3 separate regions of the Mus musculus genome follow, and all the other regions are linked to region 3. A link is a contact called in public HiCAR-type and HiChIP or PLAC-seq data. All regions are on one chromosome and are shown on one strand. The core of a region is the stretch at or near the end of the contact, and the rest is flanking DNA. Distances in the headings are between cores, read along the strand shown.

Region 1 (2,824 bases), core at 53-2,552, 740 kb after region 3:
CAGACGGAGAGCAGCATGGTCGGGCTCTGAGGACAGATCAGGCAGAGAGTTCTTCAGAGGAAGGACGGCTTTCACACCATCGATTGCTGGGCAGTCCACAGTACATGTATGTAGTCAGGGCGTCCCTAATTCCAGTGGACAGAAGAAAGGCAGGGAGTCTGTTAGCCTGGGGCCTAGGATCAGCTACGAGGGCAGGGGAAACAAGAAGCCAGACAAAGAGGACTTCCCCAAGTAGCTCCCCTACATCCAGGACAGGGTCTCACGGAGCCCGAGCTGACCTTGAATTTGGTGCACAGCCAAGGATGATCTTGAACTTTTGCACTTCCTGCCTCCACTTTCCAGGTGGCAGCATTACAAGTGTGCAGAGCCATGTCCGGCTATGCAGCAGTTTCTCAAGCCCAGGGCTTTATGCATGCACTTTATGCTAGGCAAGCACTTCTACCCACTGAGCTACAGCTCTCGTCCCTCATTTTCTTTTCTATGCTTTCCTCTTATTTACACACAGAGAAGAAACAGAGCATGCTCCAGGATCCATTTGTGAGTAGCAAAAGGCCCCAGCGGGTGGGGGCAGGAGGCTCCAGCAGCCCTGCTGGGATATGTGAAGGTTCAGGAGGCCATGTCACAGAGGCTCTTTCACAACATGAAGTCAGCGTTTCCACTCCTCTTACAGTTAGAAACGCTTTATTGTCGTGACTAATGAGAGAGCCGATCTTCTGACCCCTGAAGGCTAGCTAACATGGCATCCAGGAAGGACAGACAGTCTCCCCCACCCCACAGAGAGCAGGACAAAACAGCCTTTTCATCAGAAAGGGCTGCATGTATTCCAGTATTCCAAAGACAGGATGTTTAAACGACACCACAGAAATGCTGCACCCCAGTCTCCACTCACGCAAGCACTTTTAGTTTTCTTTTTAGTTCTCAGGGCAACAAAGATTATCTTAGTTTTCTCTCCCAAACTCGCAAGCACCCACAACCCATCTCCTCATAGAACAAGGTTAACACCTGCTTCCCCAGTGCAAGCGCCACCAGTGGACGGCTGGGTTGCCTTCCTCCAGGTCAGACTTTGGTGCCTTTCAGAGGCGACACCTTGACTCAAGTTCCCACCTAGACTGACACTGCAGGGACTCAATACTCCACAAGCTGAGCCTCAACACTCAGAGGGATGGTCCCTGTAACAGTAAAGGCGAAAGACAACTACAGCACCATATAACCCAGGTGTGTGCTGTCTCCTGCTCTGCTCAATTGGATGCTGCGGCATTCCCAGACCAAGCAGCAGGCACCTCTGCATTCCGAGAGACACTGTTAAAGGCCCTTCAGTGATTCAAATTGCTATCTTTGCATTTCACACATCTTGAGCTACTCCCACTGCTGGGGCTATGGGCCTCTGACAAGTGAGGACAGCTTGCAGGTATAGCAGGGCTATGGGAAACTGAATGGACAGAAGACACTGTCACACCAACTAGCTCTAAAGGAGCTGAAAGCTGTTTCTAGAAGAGCTGCCAGCCAACAGGGACATAGAACTGGAGCCCCAGGGCTCCTTGTGAGGGCAGCATCCATCTTAGAAGGTGGAACCTCTCTCTCTCAGTCTGGTTAGTTAGCAAACCTTTACCTTCTTATTGGATCACTGGCTCCCTACAAATCCCACCTCCATTTGTCTGAGGAATGTTTTGTGTGTCAGGAAGATTAGCTCTTGATTAAACTGCAAGTGTTTTCAGCAGAGTCATCTTGACTGCGGCCATGGTGATTTTGCTTGCATTTCTGAATGGTTCTAGTTGAATTTATTGATTATTCTTCCTACGGTTTTTCAACTCTGTTCTTTTAGTTTTAGCATTTGTGTTTATGTGTGTGTTCCATATGATCTAGCTGCACTTTCCTTGGGTTCTCTTAGACATAGTTTTGCTATTTAGCTCAGGTTGATCAGAATTTTCAGTGTAGCTCAAGGCTGCCTCCCAAGTTCTGGAATTATAGGTGTGACCCGCCACACTTGGAAAACTACACTTTAGTAGAGTTGAAATTTAATGATTTAAAGAGCAACTAAAATTCAGGTCATCTCAAGCTTTTGCTAGGAATCCCCATCAAGTCTGGAGTTAGCAAATGCTTAGTGTGAAATAGCACCCAGATGGTCAGGCCAGGCCAATGGCAGAGGCCAAGGGAAGGGTGGAAGCCTGCGTAGGTAGGCAGGGAAAGGCCAACTCAGAGTCTTTCCTGGAGATGAAGTTGAGTGAGTGGCTCCGGACTCTGTAGTGTCTGTGCTCTGGCTGGACACATGACTACCAAGAACCTGCTCTCTCTTTTCTTACAGAGAGCAGACAGTCCTTAGCGGGGCAAGCCTACAGCCCTGGTGGCCCCTCACTGCCCCAGGCTGAAGGACAGGTGCCTGTGGACATGGCCTAGCTCACCAATGGCAGGAGAGAGAAGCTGGGTTACCAGAGACTTCCTAGGTGCCGTAAGTTGATTCTTTTTTTTTTTTTTTTTTGGTTTTTCGAGACAGGGTTTCTCTGTGTAGCCCTGGCTGTCCTGGAACTCACTCTGTAGACCAGGCTGGCCTCGAACTCAGAAATCTGCCTACCTCTGCCTCCTGAGTGCTGGGATTAAAGGCATGCGCCACCAAGCCCGGCTGTAAGTTGATTCTTTGTGATACATAGGTGTGTAACAAAAAGTTGCATATGGTGCATGCCTCTAATTCCTATAGTCATGAGGCAGAGGCAAGCACATCTCTTCAAGTTTGAGGCTAGTTTAGTCTACATAGAATATTTCAGGCCACCCAGGACTACATAGTAAGACTCCACCTCACACACACACACACACACATACACAAACACAC
Region 2 (2,700 bases), core at 67-2,566, 680 kb after region 3:
AGAGCTTAGTACCACTAATTACCAGGGAAATGCAAACCAGAACTGCATAGCAGTTTATATAAATAAAGGTGTAAGGAGGCTGGATGTAGTATTGTATATATCTTTAACTTCAGCACTCAAGAGATAGAAGCAGGCAGATCTTTGAGTTCTGAGACTAGTCTGGTCTACTTAGTGAGCTCCAGGCCAACTAAAGCTACATAGTAAGATTCTGTCTCCAAAAAAAAAAGGGAGAAGAAGAAGAAGAAGAAAAAGAAGAAGAAGAAGAAGAAGAAGAAGTAGTAGTAGTAGTAGTAGTAGTAGTAGTAGTAGTAGTAGTAGTAGTAGTAAGGGAGGGAAGCGTTAGATAGCTTTAGTATGTTGTGTTGTGTTGTGTTGATGATGATGTGGAGAAATGACATCATGCACTGCTGGTGAGAATGCATTGTGGCATAGCTACTGTACACAAGCCATAGTGGTTCATTCACAAAGAAAAATAGATCTGGTGTGATGCTGCATGCCTGTGATCTCAGCACTTGGGAGGGGGGAGTCCGAGGGTCCAGAGTCCAAGGCCAGCTGTGGCTACATGAGACTTGGTCTTAAACAAGCAAGTAAATGGAGTTTCTGCATGGCCACTTCCACTTCTGCTTATATATTCAAAAGAATTGAAAAGATAATTTGCAAACCTATGTTGGTTGTATTTTACATACTAGCCAAGGGATAGAAGTAACCTCTATGCATCTTGTTAGATGAAAGCATGGCATAGACACAACTAAATTTTTATCATCCTTAAAAAAAAAAAAAAGAAAGAAAAAAGGAAAGCCCTGTTGAGTGCTCTGACATGGTCCATCTGACACTACACAATGAAATAAGCCAACCACCAAGAACAAATGCTGCCTTCCGCTCACCTGTAATATCCAGAGTAGCCAGTCTCTCAGAAGGTAGAATTCTGTTTGCCATGGGCTGGGAGGAAGGGAGGCAGGAGTTCTTGGTTGATAAAGAGTTTTAATTTTGTAAGATGTGGAAGTTGTGGAGATCTTTTGATAAGATGATGGTTTGAAAGGTTGATATAATGAGGGTTTTACTATCACCTGGGGATACTCTTTAAGTGTTGGTGATTTCAGGAAGATATAGGTTATTTTCAAGTAAGGCTAGAAGAGGTCCATGATAAATCTCCTTGCCACAGATCCTCTGGGCCCCTTTGTCTGCTTGGAACGGGTCTCTAGTCTCGGGTGGGCAAAGCGTCATATGAATTGACTGACAGATGCACACAGGAGAGGTTGTGTAGAATCTGAATGTAATGTCAAATGGAGCATCAGACTTTTTATACAGAGACAATAAGGAAGTTGGGTGGCACACTTGCAAGGTACAAAGAGGTTACTGGATTCTTACATAAAACAGAGGAATGCAAACACAGAAAGTCTAACAAGGACCACCTGGGATAGAATTCATTGTTAACAGCTGGGATCAACAAGGGTTCCACCTAAGATTCACTTAATCTTAGAAGCCAAGGTCAAGGGCTTCGTGCCCTTGCCATAGTTCCTATTTTAGTCTATTGTATAGTCCACCTTCCCCTTAGGCCATTGTAAATACGTGTGTGTATGGGTGTAACTCAGCTATAGTTCTAAGTATCTATTCTGGTTTCTCCTTCGGTCTGAAACTTCCTTCTTCCTTGGTGATGGTAAATTCCTGTGTAGGGGAGTGACTTAGCTTTTAATCAAAGTGATAGTGTAATACCAGAGGCTATTCTGAATGTCACTGAATAGCAACATTCTTACTGAATTCCAAGCCCATGGTCTTGCTCAAAGATGTTCTTAGGACTGTTGGAACACTGGTGAAGGCTTTAGCTATGTCAGAATTCAATCTTAAAAAGCACTTATAATAGGATAATACTAAAAGAGAGCATGTGGATCCATCCACTAGACTAACGCGGGAATGGAAAATTAATGTATGGGTTAGAGAGAACACCAGACTCCAGGAGTGAGTTTCCGTGAAACTCTTTTGCCTCGTGAGTAGCTTCCAAGCCTCAGCCTGTCAAGCTGACTCGACCGGAGAGCGTGGCATCTCCTTAACAATTTTAAAGTCACTTGGCATTGGTGGAGCACACCTTTAATCCCAGAACTCAGGAGGCAGAAGCAGGCAGATCTCTGAGTTCAAAGACTGGTCTACAGAGCGAGTTCTAAGACAACCAAGGCTACACAGAGAGACCCTGTCATGAAAAACAAAACAAAACAACAACAACAAAATTTAAAAGTCTACTATAAAATTAGGTAGAGCTTGGCTTATCAAAATACAGGCAAGCAATAGATATCCCTCTGAAGAAGTTCATGGCATTTGTGGATCCAGCCTGAGGCTTGTCAGATATCTAGAGATACAGTTCAAGAGGGAGTTATGTAGCTTTCCAGACAGCATTACAGTAAGTGTTAGGCTGTGACTAGTTGCCAGAGCAGTACTCCAAACGACTTCTGTGTAAGAAGTGAACTGCAAAAGGCTTGATGCTAAGCACATATTGCTAGAGCCATCATCCTGTATGGTTGTCTCTAGCCTCCCAGCTTTCTACAGCAAGCCACAGGACTATACCTTGAGATGACTCTTGCAAGGTTCACAGCATCACACCTTGTAGCTGTGATAGCAGAGACCTGGATAAAGAATATAAATATCTGTAATTGAATTGTTGATTTTGTTTCTTGGTCACATGACTCTATCAGCTTCTCTAAAGAAAGC
Region 3 (2,714 bases), core at 40-2,539:
AAAGGTTGCAGCATTAAGGAGACTGAGAATCCCTGGGCTAGAGGATGCTTTTCTATCACTGCCAGTGACTATGTTGCATGCCTACCTGCCTTGCAGGTAGGGCTCATCCTTTGCAGGGCTTCCCACCCATCATTTTCCTTGGGTGCTTTTTTCCCTCTTTATGTGTATGTGTGTGGTATGTGTAGAACAGCCAATTTAAGCTTGTCCCTGACTAGCTCACAAGTGATGAGACTCAGACTGTGGTTATTTTATTTGTCTTTGACAATTCCTAGGGGGTAACCCCTAATCTGCTCTTCTAACTGCTGGCCTGGTTACTTCCCCAGAGGTGTACCCCAAGTACTTGCTGTTTCTCCTGGCCATGTGCTCTTCATCCATCTCCCCTCACGGCAGCGTCCTCTTTCCTCCCATTCTTCTTTCTCGCCCCACCTTGTCCAACCAGGTCACTCCAAACCCCCTATCTCTAATCTCTCTAGTAATTGACTGTAGCCAATTTTATTTAACCAAAAGATTTATTTATTTATTTATTTATTTATTTATTTATTTATTTATTTATTTATTTATATGGTTTTTTCGAGACAGGGTTTCTCTGTGTAGCCCTGGCTGTCCTGGAACGCACTTTGTAGACCAGGCTGGCCTCGAACTCAGAAATCTGCCTGTCTCTGCCTCCCGATTTGCTGGGATTAAAGGCGTGCACCACCACGCCCAGTTTAACCAATAGTTTTAAATCAAAGAACAAAGTTTGCACAACAAAAGCTTGTAAGCCCAGACCTTCCAGTATAGAATTTAGCATTACAATACATAGCAATAGACCAAACCTCAATACATATATATGTATTCGTGTTCAAGTGTGTGTTTACAGGGACCCAGGGTTGATAGTGAGAATTTTTGATTGGTCTTTGAAGTAGGGTCTCTCAGTCAAACCCAGAACTCACAAATGTGGATGGTCTACTTGTCAGCCACTTAGATGATTCCCGTCTCTGCCTTCTGAGGCCAGGATTACAGGCACTCTTATAGACCCTCTGGATTTATGTGGGTTCTGGGGACCTAAACTCTGGTCCTCTCACTAGTGTGGTAAATGCTTCAGCCACCACACCGTGTCCCCAGTCCCAAGTACTGTATTTTGCAATCATTGTATCACGAGTTATATTTAGAAGATTTTTCATAAGATGGGAGTTGGTAGAGGGTTGGAACCGGGCAGCATTCTTAGGAAAGCATCTACACTTACCTTACCTCTGCCACCTGAGGCCACTCTCCACCTGGAATGCTTTGAACTGAAGCCACACCTCCAGGGATGTTTGGTTGTGGCTTTTTTTCCCTTCAATTCCCTGAGTGGAGGGTGGAGCAGCCTCTGGGTGACGCCTGTGTTAAGTTTCTCACCTTGGGTGGTCCCTAGCCATCACTATCTTTTGCCTAGATGCTCCAGGAGGTTGTGAAAATTGAAGCTCAGATGTGCCAAGTTCTGTTAACACCTCCAGGGCAGAAGGGCTTAGAATCCAGCAATCTCTGCCTTCACTTAGGCTTGGCCTGATAAGCATCAGATTTTTTTTTTTTTTTTTTTTTTTGTGCTTTGTAACAGGTAAAGAAATTTTGTTTCAATGTCTCATATGCCTTTATTGGGAAAGGTGGTTTAAATCACAGCCCATGGTGGTCCCAGAAGCCTTAGCAACTCCCTACTGAGGCTTTTAGACTGGAGACTGTTACAGATCCTGTTCTGCCACTTGGGCCTCTGCCAGGAGTCAAAGTCTAGTCACCATGTGTGGGTTATTGCCTACTCATCATCTCTTGCTGCCGGTCAGTCAAGATGACCCAGGACCTGAATAACCTCTATTCCCAGAAGTTTGGGATGAGTGATGAATTTGTGGTGGGTACTACTAGGAAACAATTTTTCTTTGCTTTCTTCCCCTGCCCTGATATTTCCTCTGGCTTATTTCAAGGGCCTTTGAGATAAAATCCAAGAGAAACGATGTTGCTCTCCTGGGGCAAGAAACAGATTTAAAACAAAGGACTTTGAATCCCAACATTTTAAACAAAGAATCTAGAAAACACCTTTGCCTTAACCTAGCTTTGAACAAACTTAATGGGGCCACGTATCCCATCTCCCACAGGCATAAAATGTCATTTTTTAAAAACTTAAATTTTAACTAATTAATTTCTTTTAAATATATTATGTGTATGGGTGTTTTGCTGCATGTAGGTCTGTTTACTATGTGTGTCCCTGATGCCCTATGGAGACCAGAAGGGGACAATGAAGCTACTAGAACTGGGGTTAAAAACAGTTGTGAGTCACCATGTGGCCTGGGTCCTCTGGAAGAGCAGCCAGTGCTTCATGTTAGACTGGTGGGCCAATGACCTTATCTGGGTTTTATTTATTTATTGTTGTTTTTGATACAAAGTTTCTCTATGTAGTCAGTTCTGACTGGCCTGCAACTCCATCTGTAGACCAGGCTGGTCTGAACTCAGAGATCCACCTGCCTCTGGCTCTGGAGTGCTGGGATCAAAGGCATGTGTGCCATACTCTGCTTGCCTTATCTTTGTTTAAAAATATTTGTCTATACACTATACACTATAGCTGTCTTCAGACACTCCAGAAAACGGCATCAGATTTCGTTACGGATGGTTGTGAGCCACCATGTGGTTGCTGGGATTTGAACTCAGGACCTGTGGAAGAGCAGTCGGCACTCTTAAACGCTGAGCCATCTCACCAGTCCCCTTGC

What was found. HiCAR-type assays count read pairs that join an accessible place to other places. HiChIP or PLAC-seq counts read pairs in DNA pulled down with a chosen protein or histone mark.
Region 1: a HiCAR-type map of embryonic stem cells shows a contact between it and region 3, with 4 times the contacts expected there. The contact joins two enhancer-like sites. A contact is called at or near these places in 5 of 39 promoter capture datasets (cranial neural crest, frontonasal cranial neural crest, maxillary cranial neural crest and 2 more), 1 of 115 datasets of contacts at active chromatin or transcription factors (embryonic stem cells) and 2 of 9 other capture datasets (embryonic stem cells and pancreatic islet).
Region 2: a contact with region 3 is called in an H3K27ac HiChIP or PLAC-seq map of embryonic stem cells, with 3 times the contacts expected there. The contact joins two enhancer-like sites. A contact is called at or near these places in 3 of 15 datasets of contacts at CTCF or cohesin (embryonic stem cells, large pre-B cells and pro-B cells), 45 of 484 Hi-C or Micro-C datasets (3T3-L1-derived adipocytes, B cells, the BV-2 cell line and 34 more), 5 of 115 datasets of contacts at active chromatin or transcription factors (bone marrow-derived dendritic cells and embryonic stem cells) and 1 of 9 other capture datasets (embryonic stem cells).

The regions. Positions count from the first base shown.
Region 1 is chr13:63,292,314-63,295,137 of GRCm38.p6, reverse strand. The region is part of intron 14 of Aopep (aminopeptidase O); the gene reads right to left. It overlaps Gm16907 (predicted gene, 16907), which reads left to right. Exons shown (of 3, transcript NR_045794.1): 2 at 2,303-2,446. Among named protein-coding and RNA genes, the nearest start is that of Gm16907, 3.4 kb to the left of the region's middle. Within about 2 kb of position 1,302, at least 15 of the 459 cell types and tissues checked have an H3K27ac peak or open chromatin away from gene starts, as enhancers often do. A contact at or near this core is called in embryonic stem cells, where this site is marked.
Region 2 is chr13:63,352,152-63,354,851 of GRCm38.p6, reverse strand. The region is part of intron 6 of Fancc (Fanconi anemia, complementation group C); the gene reads left to right. Among named protein-coding and RNA genes, the nearest start is that of Mir3074-1, 52 kb to the right of the region's middle. Within about 2 kb of position 1,316, at least 10 of the 459 cell types and tissues checked have an H3K27ac peak or open chromatin away from gene starts, as enhancers often do. A contact at or near this core is called in embryonic stem cells, where this site is marked.
Region 3 is chr13:64,030,011-64,032,724 of GRCm38.p6, reverse strand. No RefSeq gene overlaps it. Among named protein-coding and RNA genes, the nearest start is that of Gm30999, 25 kb to the left of the region's middle. Within about 2 kb of position 1,289, at least 6 of the 459 cell types and tissues checked have an H3K27ac peak or open chromatin away from gene starts, as enhancers often do. A contact at or near this core is called in embryonic stem cells, where this site is marked.